Regions from separate parts of the Ovis aries genome. Here region 1 is linked to region 2. A link is a contact called in public Hi-C data. All regions are on one chromosome and are shown on one strand. The core of a region is the stretch at or near the end of the contact, and the rest is flanking DNA. Distances in the headings are between cores, read along the strand shown.

Region 1 (4,351 bases), core at 583-3,082, 220 kb before region 2:
TAGCCCTCACTGGCTTGTTAGAAATGTGAGCAAGCCAACCTGGAAGTGGATCCTCAGTCCCAGTCAACATTCTGCAGCCCTCCAGCATCTTACTGGAATCTCAGGAATCATTCAGCCAAAGCCACCCCTCAGAGAAATCATGAGAGGTACTAAATGATGATGACTGTTATTTTAAGTCATTGCATCTGGGGATGGTATTTTAATGCAGCACAGGTGACTAATACACGGGACACAGGTTCCATTCTTTTAGTGGCAGGGTTATCCAGCAGAGGGAGATTTTGAGTTTTCCCAAAATCCCACATTGTGTGGAAGATGAGGTGAGAACTGCGGACTTGCCTGAGGGCTTCTGAGCCTCACTTTTCCCATCCGTATAATGGGAGGGTGCTGAGAGTGCTCCCTTCCTAGGGTTGTGGTATCCACGTGCAGCATGTAGGACAGTGTACGTATAGAAGTGAAGTTGCTGTTAACTTTCATGTATAACAAACTCCATCATGAGCATGCACTGCTTTTGATGATTTTTCTGAGAGGTTAAAAATTCAGAAAAACCCAAAGAGTAGTACAATAATCACTCATAATCACACGGCCTAGATTAACAACAAATAGCTTTTTGTCACATCTGGATAAATCTTTTTTAAAATTTTTATTTATTTAGTTGGCTGTGCCGGGTCTTGGTTGCAGCATGTGGGATCTTTAGCCTGTGGGATCTAATTCCCTGACCAGGGATTGAACCCAGGCCCCCTGCTATGGGAGTGTGGAGTCTTAGCCACTGGACCACTAGGGCTTGAAATCTTTTTAAAATTTGACAGCAATATATAAATATGTTCTCCCTTTGAGCAACTGGCCCAAACATTAGGATGAAGCCAGGATCCTCCTGACCACTCCCCAAGTCCCACTCTTCCCTCCCTCCCCTGGACACAGCAGGAGTGTGCTCTGCTTACCTCTGATGGCCTTTTTTCCCCCAGTGCCACTTAATGATGTCACTGCACAGTTAGCCCCACCTCCAGTGTCACCTGCAGAGTCTGCCCCATCGCCCCATGTCAAACCAACACATACCAATTGTGTGTAGCGAGGTTCACTCATTTATGGTGTCATCTGTGCACAGCCAGGCTCAGTGACGCATAAGCCCAGAGTCACCTGCCCACAAATCAGCCACAAACAGCCATTTGCGGTCCCAGACTCCATCCATTTGGGGCTTCCCTGATAGCTCAGACGGTTAAGAATCTGCCTGCAATGCGGGAGACCTGGGTTCAATCTCTGGGTGGAGAAGATGCGCTGGAGAAGGGAATGGCAACCCACTCCAGCATTCTTGCTGGAGTATTCCATGGACAGAGGAACCTGGCGGGCTACAGTCCACGAGGTCGCCAACGGTCGGACAGGACCAAGCGACTACCACACTCCGTCCACGGCGCCATGTGGTATGACATCACACACAATGTCACAGGACACGGGCGGGCCCCTCCCCCGGCGGAGCCCCGCCCACAGGACGCACTACACCCTGGGCGCGGCCGCCGGCCAGCCTGGGGCCTGGGTCCTCCCGGCTTGGAGGCCTGGACCCAGGCGCTGCCTCCATCAGCAGGACCACCATTCAGGCTCCATCTCAGTGAGCTGAGGAGGCCTCTGCGGAAGCGAGAGCGAATGCAGAGAAAAGGCTTTGTTCTTTGTGGGCAGGTCATTAAGGGGAGCTGGAGCCCCTCTGCCAGCCCCTCCCCTCCCACAAAGGAACAAAACAGCAGCTATTTTTAGATTCGTGTCAAACTCCCTCAGACCCTGGGGTGGGGAGTCCCGTGAGAGAGGCGTTTGTGAGGGCTCTAATGAGCGGCAGCAGCAGTACGGGGCTCTCCAGGCAGCTGGCCCCCATCTCCGCCAGGGGAGGAGCCAGCCCCGGATGTTCCTGAGACAAAGGGAGGCCCGAGACAATGGGAACAATGCCCGGGCTCCCGGGTGCCTGCTTGTGGGCGAGCGCTCCCCTGCTTGTGCGAGGAGGTCCCATGGGGCACAGCGCGTGGGCATGGGGGCGCTCCTTCCCTGGTTGAACCCACGGGGCACCTCACAGGCCCCGTTTCCCTGAGGAGGCTGCCTGGGATGAGGGGCTCTTGTGCCTGACAGCGCCTGTGCTCTTGCTGCTACACAGACATCATGTGATGGGCAGTTTGGGGGTCATCCAGTTAAGAAAGCATCCCAGCTCTGAACCCTTAGAGCTGTGTGGCTTTGGGCCTCAAGTTCCTCACCTGTAAAATGGGAACGATCATTCTCACCTCCCGGGAGTGTTGTGAGGAGTCCAGGACACATAAATAGGTTCTCAGCAGGCTGAGTTGTGAGCTCCTCGCAGAGCAAGGGCCTCATCTACAACACGGCTGGAGAGCCCAAGACGCTGCCTGACACACAGTAGGTGATTAGGAAACTTTGTTGAAGAGGTTACTAAAGGGTCCTTAATAGCCTTCCGCCCTACGGGCTTGACCCAGCTTGGGTCACCCTCTTTCCAAGACTTGCCCCCAGGGCGCTTCCTCTTGCAAAGAAATTTGCCCTCTAAGACCAAGTCCCCATCAGCGGGTGTCACCTCCCGGGCTGGGAGCCCTATATTGCAATGACAGCCCCTGGCCACCAGGGGGCGCAGTCTCTTAACGTTTCCACACCAGCCTTGAGTCCTTTCCACCACCACTTAGCCTGGAGGGCTGGAGATGGTACCCCTCGCCGAATGGGGTATCTGTCCACCTACTCAGCCAGAGATCTCGGGGCCATCCTCCTAAAACGCTGTGGATGAACAGCATTACAACCAAGACTGTCATCTTGCAATGGTTAGAAAGAAGCACTGTTCAGGTCTGACCTGCTTCTCCCGCATTGCAATGTCCTGCCCTCACAGATTATGGTGACCCATTGCTGCCCCAGGCTTACCCCACCAGACTTCAGGATTCCCTGTTCTGTACCCTCCCTTCCAGCCAGAGAAGCCCAGACCGTCAGAGCCAGAAGGTCCTCAAGTTGATCTGAGTGTCTCCCGCTCCATTTTACAGACGGGAAAACTAAGGTCCACAGAATAGACCTCAGGAATACACAGTGAGGAGGTAACTGGACCAAGACCCAAACCTGGGCTCTCTTTTTCAGCTTGTGCTATCTTATGCACGAGCTGTTTCACTGTTGTTCTGTTGTTCTTTAATTGTAAGTCGTGTCCAACTCTCTGGTGACTCTGTGGACTATAGCCTGCCAGGCTCCTCTGTCCATGGAATTTTCCAGGCAAGAATACTGGAGTGGGTTGCCATTTCCTTCTCCAGGGAATCTTCTCAACCTAGGGATCAAACCCTCGTGTCCTGCATTGGCAGGTGGATTCTTTACCACTGAGCCACCTGGGAAGTCCCACTGTTGTTCTAGGGGAAGGATAAAAGGGGAAAGAACATTTTCAAGGACTTCTTATTCTGTTCTAGATCTTTGCCTGGATCTGTACCTGAATTATTTGGTTGAATCCTCTACCACCCCTTTGAATAAGGAGTTATCTCCATTTATGAATGAGGAAAGTGAGGTCTGGTGAGGTTGCCTGAAGTTTCACAGCTAAGAAATAGCAGCACTCATATTTGTCCCTGGAGCTGCCTGATTCCCAAATCCACATTCTTTCTGTTCCATTAGGTTAAACTGTATAAAATTGCCATTCCCAGAGGTCAAAGTTTTCAAAATACTTGGTGTTATATGTTTAAGCTTAATACTATGCCAAAGGGACTCTCTTATCCTACAGGAAGGGGCCATTAATTGGAATATTCTAGTGGCAGGGGTGGGAAGAAGGGGGGAAGATTTCTTTAAGAGTAAAACACCCTGAGGAGATGACTATTGTGGGAGAGATTATTCCCTGCCCCCCAAAGCACAGATAAGGATCCTGGAATGGCTGTTGGCTCTAGAGGCTCCAGTTCATGAACTTCTGACCACAGAGGGGTCCTGCATCTTGGGCAGGAGGAGAATTGGAGGAGGGTCTTGAGGGGAGATGTGGCCTCTCTGGCTATGTCAGGGAGGCCCCTTGGAAGAGAGACAAACCTACATGATATAAATTTAAGATGTCACATAATGCCACAGAATATCGTGGTGAGAATGCTGCAGAGTGCTGTTGAATGTCAAGGAATGTCGTAAAATGCTCTGGAATGTCAAAGAATGTCACAGGATATCGTGAATTCTTGTAAATGTCATAAACTGTTGTAAATGTCAGAAGATGTCACAGAATGCTGTAGATGGTTGTAAATGTCATTGGATGTCAAGGACCACCTTCCAATGTCATCACAGAATGCTGTAGATGGCTGTAAATGTCATGGAATGACTTAGAACGTCATCCTGGATCTCCTAGACCGTGGTAGGCTGTTACAGAATGTCAGCATCA
Region 2 (4,381 bases), core at 142-2,641:
AAAACACTACTGCAAAAGCAGGAACAGCAGAAACCTACACATCAAGAAACAGGGTAAACCACTCGTAAAACAGCCCAATAACTGTCGAAAACAAGTTGATATTCTCCATGAAAAAATTTAACAGCTATCAAAAAACCAAGGGCAGATAATGAGGGTTGCATTCAGAACGTAACGTGGCTGCAAGCTGGCTCAGCAGCGAGGATAAAGCACTGCAGAGGAGTAATGTGGGACCACAAAGTAACCAAGCACATGGAACACTCCCTCAAAACTGACAGTGAAAGACCGGTGGTGTGTTCCTGGAGATCTGGGGGGTCTGCTGAGTCGGGGGTACATCTACCATTTAAGCAGGCACAGGTGGAATGTCATTCAGAACACCACCCTCCCCATTACCCAAGAAAATAAAAAGATCTCTTTAGATGTGAGACATGAGACACACCACGCTCCGAGAAGAGACCCTACATACAGGGGTAGGTATCCTCTGCCAAATGCAGAACACTCTAAGGGGTTTTTCAAACTGCCCCCATTTTCAGGCCAGGTGTGTGTGACAGGATGTACAGACATACATAGTTACTCTCAGTGAGAAAATCTGTTGTTTTGAGACATTGTGATAGTGCATAAGAAAACATCCTACACTGTCACACATTTAAAATCAAGAAGACGCCCAGACAGCCCAACGGCCAGCAGAAAAAACTCAACAGTGCAGCCTCCCCGAGGCTGAGGGAGGGCACGGCAGGGCCACTACAAACTGAAGCTTTCCCGAGTAACCAGTCTTCCGAGCAAACACAGTACCTGTGCCAAAGAGCATGCCAACTAACAGCAGCAGTACTATTCAAACTTTGGAGGAATCAGTGATCAATTCGTAAATGTCCAACATATGAGAAAGATTATCTAAAAGAGAACAGAACTGTAGGGACTTACACACCTCCATGTCTGGCCTAAATTTATCTTCAAACACGGCCATCGCTGCCAAGGAGCCCGAACCTATAGGAAAGAAAAGACGCATGTTTATTTAGCATATTTACCAACTCTCAGCTTCTCCCTCTCAAGTTTACTGTGGGGCAGCAAAAATGGCAAAACACACCCAATGTCACATTCAAGCACAGTATAAACATTAATATGACAGGGCCACAAAAATCAGGCAAACGCTGCTCTTCAAAAGCCTGGGGTCTCACTTACCACTATCTCAGGTAAACCTGCAACTGGCCCCACTTCTAACCTACTCACAGGAGTAACTGCAAATTATTCACAGTAAAGTCCTGAAGCAAGAAAATGAGGTTATGGATAATTTCTATTTGTTCAAAAAAGTGAATGCCACTTAACTTCATATATCCTGTGCTGTGACTCTTGTGTTTCACAACTGTGCCTTGGCAGGCTGCTGGGTATAGTGCTAAATACCAAGCCAGTTAGAAAGAAGAGATTGTTTTAATGAGCTGGCCCTGGCAGAGTCACCCTGACACACGGGGAAGAAACCACAGCACCAGCAACGGTAATAGGACTGCACGTTGCAGCCACCAGGTTATTCCAGCTACAGCTGTAAAACACTTTATTATGTGGCATTTATTTAGAGCTATTATTTTTAGTTTGTACTTTGAAGAGTAACAGCTGAGTAGACAATATGACAGACAAAGAAACAAAAATTTATTATCACAATAGCACATGGCTGAAAGGTTATGCTGCATAGATATTAACAGACAGCAAATTTCTCCCTACAAAAGCAGGATGTAAAGGCATTACAAATAAGGATGGGCTCCCTTTGAAGGGATGCAAAAGGCAGCTCAGCACCACTGGAAAATTTAAACTTGCTTTGTTCAGAAACCAGAGAATCTTTAGAAAACCATCATCTTGTCTTTACAGGGTTCTGGCAATATTTCAGGATACTCTACTTTTGGAGAGAGGATAGAGTTGCCCACAATTTTTTACTCCAATTAGAAGATTTTTTTGGCATTTATTACTTTTTAACTTGTTTTGCATAACACTATCTATTTAGCTGGGTCACAGAGAAAACCATATTTTCTATTTAAAATGATTTGTGTACACCGCTTGACCACCTCAATGGTTTAGCAAAGGAAAAAGGCAGCGATTAAACAGTTTCAAATGAGGTGTCCTGCTGATTTTATCAAGTCTGCTGAATGTATAATGAAAAAGGAGAAGCTGACAGCATTGCTGCATTGAGAAAATACAGACTAGCTTATCTGAACCATTTAAGGAGGTCCAATTATAGATCAAATTTAAAGGGTAGAAACAGCAGATTTACAGACACAAATCAATGAACATGGTAATCCCGATGAATATGACAGATGCTCCTGTTAGGGAATATTGCTGCGGTTGAGGATCATTACCTTCACAGCACCGGATACATCACATCTGAAGCAGTGGGAAGCGACGAGTGTAGACGGCATTACAGGCAATGACTATTCATTTAGGCTTTGGGAGCAAAAGGCAACCCCATTTCCCCTCTCACAATTTTTTTCTCCTCTTTTAAAGAAGAAAAAAAAAAAAAAAAAGAAACCTGAAGAGATATTAAAAGCCCTTTGGAAAGGAAACAGGAATTAAACAGATAGAAAACTAGTGCGCCCAAATAAAACTAGATATATCTACACAAACTGACCAAAATCCAGCTTTGGAATTTCATAGTATGTGTGTCCTGGAAAACCTGGAAACAGAGTCAAAGTCCACCAGTGCTTTAAGACGTACACATTTACTCTGAGTTTCAAGGATCGGGGGGAAAAGTAACCTAAGTTTCTGTTTTAAGGCATGAGTGAGAACCAATCTCGAACTCCACAGTAAAAAACAAGCTGGGGTTTCGTGTGGAAAACAAAGGACAACTATCACAAAGAAACAAGAAAACTGCAAATAAAGAAACCACAGGAAAAAAAATACTTCTTTCCCAGCCTGGTCCAAGAATATCTCTGCAAAGAGCCCAAGGATACACACACCAGAGGCCAGAAACACACGTTGGAAAAAGACAGGGGAAAGATGGCTATTTACTAACACATTTGTGGAAAACTATAATCAGTTACTGTAAAAGGAAAAACTCAACTGACCTTAAAGCCATCTTTCCCTAAAGGCCACAAGCTCTGTATTTTCTCCTGGGCCATCGTCTCTTTGACAGTTTCACAGTAAATTAATTTTACTCTTACTTTTCCTGAGCACATATATTTCCTTCTGCTTAGCTTCATCTAAAATTTTAAGACATGAAAAAACATTTCCCTCCCAATACAGTAATTCTTTCTTTATCGAAAGCTTTTTTTTCATGAGAAACAGTACTGAAGACAAAATTTCTCTAAGTGGAAATGCACACTAAACCTAAACTCATAGGAAAGAAAGTCTGTCAATGCAGTGGATGTGTCTCATATAACCAGAGACCGTGATGTTTAGAGCTGGAAGGTGTGGGAGAGGCGCATACAGAAGGGACACGGGGACCCTTACTGCGTGGTACCTCTGCTTCTCCACTGAGAGCACACTCCCCAACACACACCGGTGACACACACGTGCACAGAGCTGAGACATTTTCAGGAAAACAAGAGCTTGATAAACTGCCTGATGCTGTTTCCTCTGAGATCAAAGATAAGCAGACTCGAAATATATCTGAAAAGAAAGGGAAATTCAACACTAAAAACAATTTCTAAATCACTTACAAACTAGCTCCTGCTCCTAGCATTTTAGGAAAGGAGGACTTTGGCGCCCCCTTTTCAGAAACACACAGAAGTGTTAGGAAATGCAATGCACTGACTTGGTCAACAGGTTTCCAGGAAACTCTGAATGTGCGTCTGCTATGCAGAAGAAAGAAGACAATTTCAAATATGACTGCAATCACCCAAAATGGCAAGAGAACAACATGCAAATCCTCACATAAGCTCAAGGCAATGCATCCAGGGGAAGGAACTGGAAGGAGCTGGCCATTCAAAAGAAAAAAGATGGTAAACTCAATGAGACTTGTCTTTTTAAATATAATTTCATTCAAGTTTTCTGGATTTTATTTCAACGCCACTTAAAACTATATACAATAAACCATCAAGACAAATTTCATGTTAATAAGGCAGCCATCTGACTCACAAAATGTTTAAATATTTTATCCCATTTTTCCTATAAACCATTATAATATCTGCAGACATTCCAATTATTTCATCATTAAACCTACTAACCTCTTACTCTCATACCCAAAATCAAGGCAAAAATCCCTCTGAAGGAAAAATCCTCTCATTTTTTTTTTTACTCCAAAAGCAAGGCCACCTTAGACAATTAGTCAGAACGGCCTGGTTTCCCATCAAGGAATAAACAAACGGAAAAGCCAGGGGGCAGTGGGCCAGGCACAGGGTCCGCTGCTTTAGACAGCAGGCATTGTCAGGTGAAGGAAATTGATGTCAGAGGGCCTATGCTG

What was found. Hi-C and Micro-C count contacts between places; a contact is called where the count stands out from the background.
Region 1: a contact with region 2 is called in a Hi-C map of liver, with 4 times the contacts expected there. The contact joins two enhancer-like sites. A contact is called at or near these places in 3 of 16 Hi-C or Micro-C datasets (hypothalamus, liver and tail adipose tissue).

Annotation. Positions count from the first base shown.
Region 1 is chr3:11,664,427-11,668,777 of ARS-UI_Ramb_v3.0, reverse strand. No RefSeq gene overlaps it. Among named protein-coding and RNA genes, the nearest start is that of NEK6, 100 kb to the right of the region's middle. Within about 2 kb of position 1,832, at least 5 of the 54 cell types and tissues checked have an H3K27ac peak or open chromatin away from gene starts, as enhancers often do. A contact at or near this core is called in liver, where this site is marked.
Region 2 is chr3:11,447,156-11,451,536 of ARS-UI_Ramb_v3.0, reverse strand. It overlaps PSMB7 (proteasome 20S subunit beta 7), which reads right to left. Exons shown (of 8, transcript XM_004005645.5): 6 at 923-981. Among named protein-coding and RNA genes, the nearest start is that of PSMB7, 26 kb to the right of the region's middle. Within about 2 kb of position 1,391, at least 2 of the 54 cell types and tissues checked have an H3K27ac peak or open chromatin away from gene starts, as enhancers often do. A contact at or near this core is called in liver, where this site is marked.